Regions from separate parts of the Mus musculus genome. Here regions 1, 3 and 4 are each linked to region 2. A link is a contact called in public HiChIP or PLAC-seq and promoter capture Hi-C data. All regions are on one chromosome and are shown on one strand. The core of a region is the stretch at or near the end of the contact, and the rest is flanking DNA. Distances in the headings are between cores, read along the strand shown. Region 1 overlaps Stk3 (serine/threonine kinase 3). Region 2 holds the start of Osr2 (odd-skipped related 2). Region 3 overlaps Stk3 (serine/threonine kinase 3). Region 4 overlaps Stk3 (serine/threonine kinase 3).

Region 1 (3,007 bases), core at 501-3,000, 160 kb before region 2:
ATGCTAGGATCACAGGCGTGCACTACCATGCCTAGAAAATGCATTTCTTCACTGACTGAGGAAAATGTCTTAAACTGTATTTCATATTAAAATAAAATAAAACTTAGTTTCAATAATTCAAAAAAAATCATTCCATATAATGGAAGGGGGTGGGGTTCTTCTATAGATTGAATAAAATGACCAGAGCAAGCAGGAATAGTAAAAAACGGTATACATTCACTAACCTTGTTCCTGTGGTTAAATTGTACTACTGTAGTCTTCCTTTACCAAGGAAAGTTAGTTCTAGACTGAATTTTTAATATGGGTTTAATTATAAAATCAGCACTGAAAAACTAACCCATGGATCTGTTTCGTTCAACAGATACCTATGGAGTTTGTGGGTAAACAGCCCAGTCCCTGGGGTAATGCAAAGAACTGAAAAACAAGCCTTAGCAACTGAGAGGGTCCTACTCTAGTACAAAAGAAAAAACACTAAAACTAAGTGAAACACAATAATGAACATTAGGGGGCTGGAGAGATAGGTCAGTGGTCAGAAATGCTCGCTACTCTGAGGACCCAAATTTGGTTCCCAGCGCCCATATCAAACTGCTCATTCCTGCCTAAGATACAGCCGCAGAGAACCCAGTGCACTATAACCCCGGCAGGCAGACCCACACGCATTTGTCCACTAACACAGAGAACCATACATCCACAAATAAGATGTAAATTAAAAAGGAAGATAAGTGCATTAGGCAGACCTGGCAAGTGGCTCTGTAGGGAAAGATAGCTGCAGCCAGGTCTGATGACATTAGTGCAATCTCCCAGAACCCACAATCAGAAGAGAGAACCGAGTGCTGCAGGTTGTCCTAAGGTCTCCATTTATATGTTGTACAAGCATGAGCACATGCAAACACATGCACACACACACACACACACACACACACAATCAATCAATCAATAAATAAATAAAATGAAATTTAAAATTAAAGAAAGCACTTTGGAATGTAATTACTAGGCACTTTCTGGCACTGTACTACTGCAGTGAGAAGTGGTTTTACTTCTCATTTATACTTACTGAATATTTATAGTCTTTCAGGTAATTACTCGGGAATTAGACCAGAAAACTAAAGCTTATGTGATTTACTCAATTACCTTGGGAATAAATGCAAAAGAGAATCAAACCAAAGTCTCTCTAACGTATAATAGTGTTAGGAAACTATTAAATAAAATGCAAACAATAATTTTATTAATTCTGGCATGAAGTGAGAGATGTTTCTTAAGGATATCCATTTATAAATATTCACAAAAGAGTCTATCATCAGATCCACTTGAGCAAGTTTAAGTGACTTGGTGTGTTGTGTTTTGACCTCGGTGCTGAGTACTGAAGGAACTTAGGCAAGCTCTGAAGTTGCAACAAGGCCAGGATATACTAGAGATAACCAGATGTCGGGAGGCAAGCGTAAGAACATAAGCAACAGAAAGCAAGGGTACTTGGCGTCATCAGAACCCAATTCTCCCACCATAGCAAGTCCTGGATACCCCAACACACCAGAAAAGCAAGATTCAGATCTAAAATCACTTCTCATGATGATAATAGAGGGCTTTAAGAAGGACATAAATAACTCCAGTAAAGAAATACAGAAGAGCACAGGTAAACAACTAGAGGCCCTTAAAGAGGAAACACAAAAACCAAACCAAACAAATGAAAGTATTCTACAAAGTACCCAAATCATGAGTCACTGCCACACACTCCTCCGTGCTATCTGTTTATAAAGAGCATGAAGTAGAGAATAAGAGAATGTAGTGACACAGGTCTTAAAACACGTGATCCAGCAGCCACACTACTGAGCATGTACACAAGGAAAACAAAGCCAGTGCTCTGCGCTCTCATTCCTTATATCACTATGTACAATCACCAATACACAGAAATAACCTAACTAGTAAACACATAAAGAAAGGTAATGTCACTCTAAAGACAATGCCATTTCACCATGGAGAAGCATGAAATCTGCCATGTGCACGAAGAGGGATGAAACTGGACACCACTAGGAACTGAAAGGGTCAATGTAGGGGAGGGGACCGTGACAGAAAACTTGGTAAGGTCGACTGGATTCAGAAACCCCGGCACCCACCTGAGGACAGTAGGTGTTTCATCTACTACAGAAAAACCTACTCAAGATTCCTGGCCTGGAACATGTGACCATGACTCCTCACATAAAGAACTGGCAACTGGTCACATAGCACAGAACACAAGAGTTCTCCATGCTAATGAGGTATCTAGATGGGCCCTGAGGGTTTAGCCAAAAGCCTCCCTTCCTGAACATTCCTTCCTCAAAAGGTATTTAATCTCTGGTCCACCCTAATGAAACTGTATTCTACACAATGAACAATCAATAAACAGTTTGGAACCAAGGACTGTCTCTCTCATCAAGAACCGACGTGGGGGAAAGCCTTCACCATATAGAGCCACTTAGGCACTCTGTCTGGACTCCTCCCCAACAGTTAACTGGCAACAGCCAGGTTTGCTCCGCCCCACAGTTAGCAACAACCAGGTAGGCCTGGCCCACTATAAAAGGGGCTGCTTGCCCCTTCTCCTCTCTTACTCTCTTGTTCTCTTACTCTCTTGCCCCTTGCTCCCCCACTCTCCCCACCCTAATCCCCCCTCTCTCCACATAGTCATGGCCAGCCTCTACTTCTCGACTCTCTCCTTCTCTCTGCCTTTCTCTGCCCCTACTACTCTCTTAACTCCCCTCCCCATGCCCTAAATAAACTCTATTCTATACTATACAGTCTTGTGGCTGGTTCCTCAGGGGAAGAGATGCCTAGGCATGGACCCACAGAGACATTCCCTTCCCCCATACCTCACCACATCATCTTAGAACATATCTTAATTGCGCTTTATCTTTTTACAATCACAACATTGCTTAAGTATCCTGCAGAAGGCCCCTCTGCGCTCCCAGACACTCTCCACGAAGCAAAGCTGGAGTCCCCCCACAACCCCATCCCCACCAGGACTCCTCTTCACCAG
Region 2 (3,045 bases), core at 408-2,907:
CTCCAGTTCTCTAAATTGAGAAAGGCTGTTCGAAGGAATGAGGTGGTTGGAAAGAGGGAACCGCAGGCATCCTGGGAGCTGAGGCTCAAGACCAAGCGCTAAAATGAAAGCACCCTATGGAACTCACTCGAGAAACGGTTTTTTAAACCCCCAACTCTTCCTAGGCGTTCTCCTGCGTCCATCAAATTTATTCTGAAGTAGTTAAGCACTACAGGATACTGAACACTCCAGTCTCTGTCCCAGGCTCACTTCCTAATCCTTGCGAACCTACAATTGGTGAAGATGGCCTGCTAGTCCTGAATTACGTTTTACCAAAGAAACGAAAATTAATATTCACCTTGACAAAAATAAAACAAAAGGCTTTTACCTTAATGGGATCGTTTCCGTAGTGTCTGCCTGCCTTCCTGCTTGGTCTTTGACGATTCGGCTCGGCTCGTAGCTTTCTGCTTACACCTATCCATCTCCTCACATAGTTGAGGTTATTGTAATTGTCCTTTGAGGGGGCGACCGAAAAGCATCTTTTGGTGAAACACGTTTGAATTGTACAGTTCCTTTAAAAGATCTATGGTTCTGCAAGCACCAGCTAAAGTGTCCTCAAGTGGTTTGGGACGAGGGACAGTTTGCTTAGTTCTGTTCCGGCGGCGCGTTGCGTCTGAAAAGAAGTTGCTTCAAGTGGATCTTATCGTTCCCTGACATCCTTTTCCAGAGGGACTGTAATACCCTCTCATTTACACGCTCACAAAACTAAACCTTTAGGAGAACTAAGAAACCTAACAGTACATGTCAAATTCAATCAATTTTCCTGGCGGCTGAACAATGAACTCAATTTTTGCTGAGAATGAAGATAATGCACGTTTTGAGGCACTGGAATAGTTTTTTCCTAAAATTTAAAAAAGATTGTTCTTCACCCATTCCAGATGGGCAGGTTATTGTTTGCCAATGGATTGCAGATGCCCACTCCTTTGCCTAAGTTGGTTAACTGCTTATGAAATGTACATTAGCTGATTAAAGCTTAGATATTGAAAGAAATTTCTCCCGGAACATCCAGATGTCTCTGCACTAATTATGAAATTAGTCAATTGTCACCTTCATAAACAAACTTCGTTTTGAAAACAGGGAGGAAACCAGACTACACACATAGTCACAATTGACCAAAAGTATGGGCAGAACTGTTTTACATAGGAGGAAGGGCGGTATATGCTGGAAAACAAAATCTAAAACTGATAGCTTTGGCCCTTTGAAGCAGATGATCATATTAAAAGTGTTAAGATGTGTAAAATGACGCGACAGCTAACCGAGTAAAAGTACGAAATGCCCTTTGGACTTCTCTGCGGGCTTGGGGGAGCAAAGATCCAGTAGTCGGACTTCTATCGGTGTGAGGAAAGTGTCATCCAAAAAGAGGGGATGGGCGTTGTCTTTGTGTGAGGTTTGAATTGAGTCACCTTGGGCTCTGTGTCTGGGTTAACTGGGAAAACCTCAAGCAAACCTGCGCCTTTAAGACTCAGTTGCTATCCAAACACAAGTAAACAGAGTGGACCATTAGCGGGCGCCGGGCTTGGAGGCGGAGCCTGGGCGCTGCAGCCTTGCTCCTCTGCAGGACGCCCGCCGCGAGGGGAGGCGGGGCCGCTACTAAAGCCTTGGACTCCGGGCCAGGGGCAGCCTGGGGCGGGACGCGGGCTGGGACGGAGCTCAGCGCGCTCGCAGCCGGAGGGTGATGGCCCTGCAGGGCTGCGGGCTCCGACTTTACCCGCAGTCCGCGGTCAGAAACTGGCCCAGGCACCGGGATCTGGGCGAGCTCTGAGCACTCATCCCAACACGCTCGCTCTTTACACATCCCGCTTCCACGGACTGCCGAAGACCAATTACCGCTGTCGCTTTCGCTCCCCCAGATCATGTTCTCGGTTCCCGGGACAACGCGCCGAAAAAGAAGTTCTCCCAGTTTGGACCTCATGACCTTTCCAAGCTGTGCGTCCTGCTGTCCGGACCTAGTCTGAACCGCGCTGCCCAGGCAGACATCGGTTCTGGCGGTGAGTGTCCTTTCCAGGGCCAGGCTGTAGCCTTCCAAAGGAAGGGAGGGATGTGGGTGCTCAAGGGGCGCCCAGGTTCTCAGTCTGGAGCGCTACAAGTTCAGAAAATGAAAGGCAGCCGTGCGGACCCTAGTCCCGGGCCTCGTGTTCTGGCCTCCTCCGGTCCCTGCACGCGACTCCCAGCTAATACACTCAGTTGTACTTTTGTGCGCTGTCCCTTAGTTTGGTTTTGGTAGATTTACGCATTCGGCAAGATTTATAAAGGCCGATCATCGTACTTTGTGGCCAGATCCCATCACCCCGTGATATTGCTCCCCTGCTCTAGAAAGCGGGATCCACGCTTCCTCCTACTGCAGCTCCGGCACTCAGCACGGAAGGGCCGGGACACACGGTGCAATCAAGCCAGCGACTCCGAAGGCGCATTTCACAGGGGAATAGTCCAGTCATGGGTGATTATTTTTTCCAACCGTGTACTGGCCTCTTGCTTTTCCTCCTGCTCCGGTCTTCGCCCAGAGGCCAACAGGCAAGCTTCTCAGGAGCTGAGACGCTTGGGTTGTCGAGAAATAGCTCGGAATGGAGTCGCGGTTGTAGGAAGGAGGCAGGACAAGGTGTTTGTGGAGGCAGCAACGCTGGATCGGTCTCCCCACCTGTGAGCAGAGAACAAAAGAGTTCTGACTGCTTTCGAAGCGAAACTGGGTGCAGACAGCAACTTTCTCTGCTCCACAAATTCCAGTCTTGAACAGAACAAGAAAATGAAATGGAGAGGGAGGGAGCGGAGACAAACCCAGTTTATGCGGAGGGCGCCTTAATTTAATTAACTCTTCGGGAAGGCAGAGGCACGGGGAAGGGGCAGAAACTTCGTGCCCCCCCCCCACTTGACCAAATTCTCCTCCCCCACCATGATCGTAGATCTCTTTCTACTATAGCTCTCTGGCTTTTACACAGTTCTGCTGTGTTTGAACTGAAAATCAGCGAACATAACCATTCATCCATCTGTCATTTTACTCAGAAGCCCATA
Region 3 (3,307 bases), core at 206-2,705, 230 kb before region 2:
TGAGAATCCCTGGAAGCTGTGGGCCAGCCAGCCTGGAGTAAGCAGTGTGAACAAGAGGCTGTCTCAAACCAAACAAAAGGCAAAGTGGAAAATCCAAGGTTATTCTCTGGCCTACACACACACACACACATACACACACAGAGAGACTCTCACTCAATCACTGTGGCACACAGACCAACATGTAAGGTCATAGACATAAACATACTTTTTTTTTAAAAAACTCCACTTATCACCACTAGAAAGGAAAGACAATCTATCTCTGTCTGCATGCCCATTATTTCCGTATTTCTTGCATATTATTTCCAGTAGCCACTGCAGAAGCCACCTGAGCAAAACAATGCCTTGGGTACTTGGAAGGCCCTGATTCCTCCACTGTCCTATGGACAACCAATGCAAAGTCAGGTGATGGCAGACAGTGCTTGTTTTTCCACAGCAAAGAGTTTTCTAAGAAAGAATTGTAACTAGCATTAAGTAGGAATCATTATAAGAACTTGAATCATTCATTAAAAACTAAAAGATACTGCAGAATGGTACATAACAATTCTACTTTCTTTAACATATGGGCGCATTTCTCAGACATCTCATTTGCATCTAACAAACGACTCTGTGCAGTGCACATAAGAGGGGCCATCACAGCTAATTTGCAGACAAAAAACCCCACTATGTATCTAAGAAAATGGCTACAAAAATCTGATCTCAGATCAGTCTGGGAAGTTAGGACACTAAGAAGTAGTGTGCTTATTACATGTGGTTGGTAAGGCCTTAAGCCTATTAAGAATGGTCAAAGGACACAAGATGGCTAAACTGTTCAGGGCACTTACAGTCTAACGAATGACCTAAGTTTGATCCCTGAGTTCAAATCTTGGTTTTGCTACTGACAGGTTAAGTAATAAACAAGCTACCTAGTGATATTTTAACAATTTCAAATGTATTTTTTCCCACTGGAAAATTCTAGTTAGGGACTTTTGTTTTCACTCTCAGAAGGTTCTTTTATCCTACCCACCCCCCAACACACACACAACCATTGATAACTATATGAGACTGTACAGATCACTAATTTTATTATTTCATTATTAGCTTTATTAACTACCCACCCTGAACAGTAGTTTCATATTCTATGTTACAAATGGCAAAATACATAAAGCACTTCTTGTGTTTCATGTATTCATTAGTGTAAGAAAAAGCACTGATTGCAATCAAAGCAAAGATAACTCTGTTTTCAAGAGTCTGATGGAAAACCAAAAACCAAGTGAATACGGTCATTTCAAAGAAAGAGTAAGGATTCAGGTTTTGGAAATCTATCCTCTGCATGATTTGGCTCCTTCTCAACATGCACTTTGGTACTCAAGTTGTGAAATAGCTCACCGCACAAGAAAGATTAAAGACTATTTACATAGCAACTTAAAGCCATATTGTAGTGGGTTGATCTGCTGCTGCTTGTATTCTAGTGCAAATACTGGTTCCTCACGATGTGGTTGATTCACATACTCAAGTGATGCGATGTGAACCTTTCTCCCAGTTCAACTGGTCAATAAAAGGCTAAAGCCTGTGGTTGGACAATGGAGAGAGAACAGGGGAATGGGAGGGTCCACAAGAGGTTGCAGGTAGAGTGATTAAAAAAGAAGACAGAGGAGGAGCAAACTGCCATGAGCCAGAACCGTGTGGCCAGGAGAAACAGCAAGTAACAAGGAGCTTTATGGCTGGGGAATATGTTAGCACAGCCTTAGGTTTGCCCAATCTAGGCATATCGCTTATAAATAAAATATCTGGATTATGTGTCTTTTATGTGAGCTCATTAGGATTGTAAATTCCAACTACAACAATTTACATTTGGGAATGCCTAAGGTCACTAGCCAAAGAAAATATGCAAATTATGAGGAGAAAAACCAAACTCTATATAGAGTGCAGTTGTAGAGGAAGACCTCATACTTCTAAATAAAGTCTGAGGGGATAGAGATATGGATGAGTGCTGGCTGCTCTTCCAGGTTTGGTTCCTAGCATCCACGTGGAAGCTCCCAACTATCTATGCCTCCAATGTCAGGGGATCTGATACCCTGGACCAACCTCTGTGGGCAACACACACGACAGACACATACACAGGCAAAACACCATGCACACTGAACAAACAAACAAACAAAACCTAAGTTGGGACTTGAAAACCCAGCAGAAGTCAAAATGATAGAAAAAGAGACCAAGGCATCTGTGGTGCTTTGAATAAAAATGGCATCCATAGGTCCACAGGGAGTGACACAGTTAAGAGGAATGGTCTTGTTGGAGAAGGTATAACTTTGTTAGAGAAAGCACATCACTAGAGCACAAGCTTTGAGGTCTCAGAAGCTCAAGCCAAACCTAATTATCAATATCTCTTCTTGCTGCCTGCCATTCCAGATATAGAACTCCAGAAACCTCTCCAGCACCCTACTGGCAACACACTGCCATACTTCTGTGTACTTAAATCTCTTCCTTTATAAAAGTTGCCTTGGTGTCTCTTCACAGCAACAGAACAATGACTAAGACAGTATCCTAGAAAGATGTTTGCAATAGAGCATATCTAAAGGATTCTTTAAAAAGAAATAATTTGTACTATTTTATAAGCATGAATTCAAACTCAAGTGAATTTTAAGATCATTAAAACAGGGGTCACAGACTACAGTTCCTTTCAATCTGGTAGAGAGGCTGTAACATAGCCAAATTTAATGCGTGTACTGGCTGGTTTTATGTGTCAACTTGACACAGGCTGGGGTTATCACAGAGAAAGGAGCTTCAGTTGAGGAAATGCCTCCATGAGATCCAGCTGTGGGGTATTTTCTTAATTAGTGATCAAGGGGGAAAGGCCTCTTGTGGGTGGGACCAGCTCTGGGCTGGTAGTCTTGGTTCTATAAGAGAGCAGGCTGAGCAAGCCAGGGGAAGCAAGCCAGTAAAGAACATCCCTCCATGGCCTCTGCATCAGCTCCTGCTTCCTGACCTGCTTGAGTTCCAGTCCTGACTTCCTTGGTGATGAACAGCAGTATGGAAGTGTAAGCCGAATAAACCCTTTCCTCCCCAACTGCTTCTTGGTCATGTTTGTGCAGGAATAGAAACCCTGACTAAGACAATGTGCTAAACCACTTGTTTGGAAAAGATTTCCAAAGGGTAGAAATAGAATGGTTACAATGTAAGACTCATCTCTAGAACTTAGCTAGGATGTTGTAGATAAACTGCAAACCTTTTCTTGAGACTTAATTACATCTCATTAGAGAATCATCCCATGAACATCCTACCATAGTACCAGAGGTAACCATAGTACCAGAGGTAGCTGATGATACTC
Region 4 (3,447 bases), core at 425-2,924, 250 kb before region 2:
AAGCAATCAGACTCAATGCAATTCCCATCAAAATTCCAAATCAATTCTTCATAGAGTTAGAAAGAGCAATCTGCAAATTCATTTGGAATAACAAAAAACCCAGGGAAAAACTATTCTCAACAATAAAAGAACTTCTGGAGGAATCACCATCCCTGACCTCAAGCTATATTACAGAGCAATAGTGATAAAAACTGTATGGTATTTGTACAGAGACAGACAGGTAGATCAATGGAATAGAATTTAAAACCCAGAAATGAATCCACATACCTATGGTCACTTTACCTTTGACAAAGGAGCTAAAACCATCCAGTGGAAAAAAGACAGGATTTTCCACAAATGGTGCTGGTTCAACTGGCAGTCAGCATGTAGAAGAATGCAAATTGATCCATTCTTATCTCCCTGTACAAAGCTCAAGTCCAAGTGGGTCAAGAACCTCCACAGAAAACCAGATACACTGAAACTTATAAAGGAGAAAGTGGGGAAGAGCCTTGAACACATGGGCACAGGGGGAAAATTCCTGAACAGAACACCATTGCTTATGTTATAAATTCAACAATAGGCAAATGGGACCTCATAAAATTGCAAAGCTTCTGTAAGGCAAAGGACACTGTCAATAGGATAAAAAGGCAACCAACAGATTGGGAAAAGATCTTTACCAATCCTACATCTGTTAGAGGGCTAATTTCAAACAACCCAGATGTCCTTCAACAGAGGAATGGATACAGAAAACGTGGTACATTTACACAATGGAGTACTACTCACCTATTAAAAATGATGAATTCATGAAATTCTTAGGCAAATGGATGGAACTAGAAAATATCATCCTGAGTGAGGTAACCCAATTGCAAAAGAACACATATAGTGTGCACTCACTGATAAATGGACATTAGCCCAAAAGATCCAAATAACCAAGATACAATTCACAGACCACATGAAGCTCAAGAAGGAAGACCAAAATGTGGGTGCTTGGGTCCTTCTTAGGAGAAGAACAAAATACTCACAGGAGCAAATATGGAGATAAAGTGTAAAGCAGAGATTGAAGGAAAGGCCACCCAGAGACACCTGGGGATTCATCTCATATACAGTTCCCAAACCCAGACACTATTGTGAATGCCAAGAAGTACATGCTGAAAGGAGCTTGATATGGCTGTGTCCTGAGAGGCCTTATAAATACCGAGACAGATGCTTGCAGTCAACCATTTGACTGAGCGCAGGGTCCCCAATAACCCTAGAGAAATGTCTAAGGGAGTTGAAGGGGTTTGCAACCCACGGGAAGAACAACAATAACAACCAACCAGTCCCCCAGGGCTTCCAGGGACTAAGCCAACAACAAAGGAGTACACATGGCTCCAGCTGCATACTTTGAAGAGGATGGCCTGGTCATGCATCAATGAGAGGAGAGGTCCTTGGTCCTCTGAAAATGTGATAGGTGCCCCAGTGTAGGGAAACTAAGGGCAGGAGGGGGGGGGGGGGTGGAGGTACACCCTAATAGAAACAAGGGGAGAGGGGGTAGGATAGAAGATTTCTGGGGGGAGGGGGAGGAAGACCTGTGAAAAGGGATAACATTTGAAATGTAAATAAAGAAAATCTCCAATTAAAAAAAGGAAAAAGAAAAAAGAAAAGGTTATGTTTCTGTTAGCTTCACTCTTTTTCTACGGGTGTCTAGAGCTGTGGCTCCAACCCCAAACCCCAATCCCTTTGGGGATGCATATCAGATATTTACATAATGGTTCATAACAGTAGCAAAATTACAGTTATGAAGTAGCAATGAAAGAATTGTATAGTTGGGGTCACCACAATATGAGGAACTGTATTAAAGGGTCACAGCATTAGAAAAGTTGGGAAATACTGCTTTTGAGAATAAACAATGACTGCTAGGAACATTCTAGGGAAAAAAAAAGCATCTTTTCCGTTTTTAATTCAAATTCTCAGCAAATGGATGGAGCAAGAAAGCATAGCTCTCCACAAAACTTGTTAAGTCCAGTCATTTTTCTCCTTTCACTGTCAGTCACTACTCTAACTTCTAATTTTCATTCTACTAAAATCGTTGCCATAAGAAAGTCAAAGTAAAATAACTCAGATATTTTATTCAAAACTTCCAGTTATGTGTCCTAAACACTTTTATTCCAAAGTGACTTCACAAACTCTGACAGATGTTTTATAATTCTGTTTAAATATTTAGTCAGTAAAAGGATGAAGGGTTTTGTTTTGTTTTTGTAGGAAAAAGACAGAATGATTTCATTCTCCTCCAAAACCAGGGTGGTCTATGGGCAATTTGGGTACCAGTAGTGTTGCCGAGGAAACAAAATGAAAACAGGTGCCATCAAATTCAAATTAAAGATTTAGTTCTATTTTAAACCACCTTAAACAATGTTTCTATAAACTTTCCAACTGACACTACTAAAAATTTGACAATATTTTATAACAAGAAAATGATTATAAATTGTCTGTAGACCATCAAATTTTAACTGTAACAAATTTAGACTGATTGGCAACACTTCCTTTAAAAAGTTCTTCCATTAAATATCCAGCATCCTTTTAAAAATTGAATGTATACAAAATTCAAAATAAAGAAACCAAGTAAGAAACTCTGAGAAGGTAAACAAAAATTTGTATATACCTGGATTGTTAGTCTCAACCCTCTTCCCTCTATTAGAATTACAAAATAAAATTGTTTTCATAAAAACACAAAAAAAAAACAAAAAGAATCTCTGCAAAGAATTTTAAAACTTAAAAATTCAAAAGAAATTTAAATCCAAACCTGTAAAAAAAAAAAAAATATATATATATATATATACACACAAAAAAAATATATATATACACACACACACACACACATACACACACACATAATGTATTTAGCAACATTAAATTAATCTCAACTTTTCCTCTTGGGCCTAACTGTTATATAATATAATGCTTAAATTTGATGAAATTTCCTCTACCAAAAAAAAAAAATCAACCTTTTGTTTCTTACTTTGATATTGAGAAGACTGTAAGTACTCTTTCAGCAGTACTTTTTATTCCTCTTGGTAGCTATTAACTATGACACTCACACGCATGTACACATACACATTTAAATAAATATAAAAGAGATTAACCATGTACGTAAATGTTTAAAAATAACTACATGGGCTCAGTGGTTAAGAGCACTAACTGTTCTTCCTGAGTTCAATTCCCAGCAACCACATGGTGGCTCACAAGCATCTGTAATGAGATGTGATGCCCTCTTCTGGAGTGTCTGAAGACAGCTACAGTGTATTTACATATAATAAATAAATAAATCTTTAAAAAAAATAAATGCTTTAATGCTATTTTCTCACCTTTCTCTACATTAGAATTTTAATTAGCATACTTTAATACATAGGATTTTACTGATATTTTCATATGTACATATAGTAATTTAGATTTTAGTCATACTCTCTAGTAATTTTAGTTACTTAATGC

The links. Promoter capture Hi-C pulls out the DNA fragments that hold promoters and counts their contacts. HiChIP or PLAC-seq counts read pairs in DNA pulled down with a chosen protein or histone mark.
Region 1: a promoter capture Hi-C map of the C10 cell line shows a contact between it and region 2, with 2.5 times the contacts expected there. The contact joins the enhancer-like site here to the promoter of Osr2 in region 2. A contact is called at or near these places in 5 of 39 promoter capture datasets (the 3T3-L1 cell line, the C10 cell line and fetal liver), 2 of 484 Hi-C or Micro-C datasets (embryonic stem cells and nephron progenitors) and 4 of 115 datasets of contacts at active chromatin or transcription factors (all in embryonic stem cells).
Region 3: a promoter capture Hi-C map of the 3T3-L1 cell line shows a contact between it and region 2, with 5 times the contacts expected there. The contact joins the enhancer-like site here to the promoter of Osr2 in region 2. A contact is called at or near these places in 13 of 39 promoter capture datasets (the 3T3-L1 cell line, 3T3-L1-derived adipocytes, the C10 cell line and 7 more), 3 of 15 datasets of contacts at CTCF or cohesin (the NIH/3T3 cell line, large pre-B cells and pro-B cells), 31 of 484 Hi-C or Micro-C datasets (B cells, the BV-2 cell line, CD4 T cells and 16 more), 12 of 115 datasets of contacts at active chromatin or transcription factors (the SCID.adh cell line, bone marrow-derived dendritic cells, bone marrow-derived macrophages and 7 more) and 1 of 9 other capture datasets (embryonic stem cells).
Region 4: a contact with region 2 is called in an H3K27ac HiChIP or PLAC-seq map of large pre-B cells, with 3 times the contacts expected there. The contact joins the enhancer-like site here to the promoter of Osr2 in region 2. A contact is called at or near these places in 3 of 115 datasets of contacts at active chromatin or transcription factors (embryonic stem cells and large pre-B cells) and 1 of 9 other capture datasets (adipose tissue).

The regions. Positions count from the first base shown.
Region 1 is chr15:35,133,216-35,136,222 of GRCm38.p6, forward strand. The region is part of intron 1 of Stk3 (serine/threonine kinase 3); the gene reads right to left. Among named protein-coding and RNA genes, the nearest start is that of Stk3, 21 kb to the right of the region's middle. Within about 2 kb of position 1,751, at least 9 of the 459 cell types and tissues checked have an H3K27ac peak or open chromatin away from gene starts, as enhancers often do.
Region 2 is chr15:35,294,441-35,297,485 of GRCm38.p6, forward strand. It overlaps Osr2 (odd-skipped related 2), which reads left to right and starts at 1,658. Exons shown (of 4, transcript NM_001368665.1): 1 at 1,658-2,027. It overlaps Gm52178 (a long non-coding RNA gene), which reads right to left and starts at 1,594. Exons shown (of 3, transcript XR_003951500.1): 1 at 368-1,594.
Region 3 is chr15:35,067,881-35,071,187 of GRCm38.p6, forward strand. All of the region lies in intron 6 of Stk3 (serine/threonine kinase 3), which reads right to left. Among named protein-coding and RNA genes, the nearest start is that of Stk3, 86 kb to the right of the region's middle. Within about 2 kb of position 1,456, at least 3 of the 459 cell types and tissues checked have an H3K27ac peak or open chromatin away from gene starts, as enhancers often do.
Region 4 is chr15:35,049,172-35,052,618 of GRCm38.p6, forward strand. All of the region lies in intron 6 of Stk3 (serine/threonine kinase 3), which reads right to left. Among named protein-coding and RNA genes, the nearest start is that of Stk3, 100 kb to the right of the region's middle. Within about 2 kb of position 1,675, at least 3 of the 459 cell types and tissues checked have an H3K27ac peak or open chromatin away from gene starts, as enhancers often do.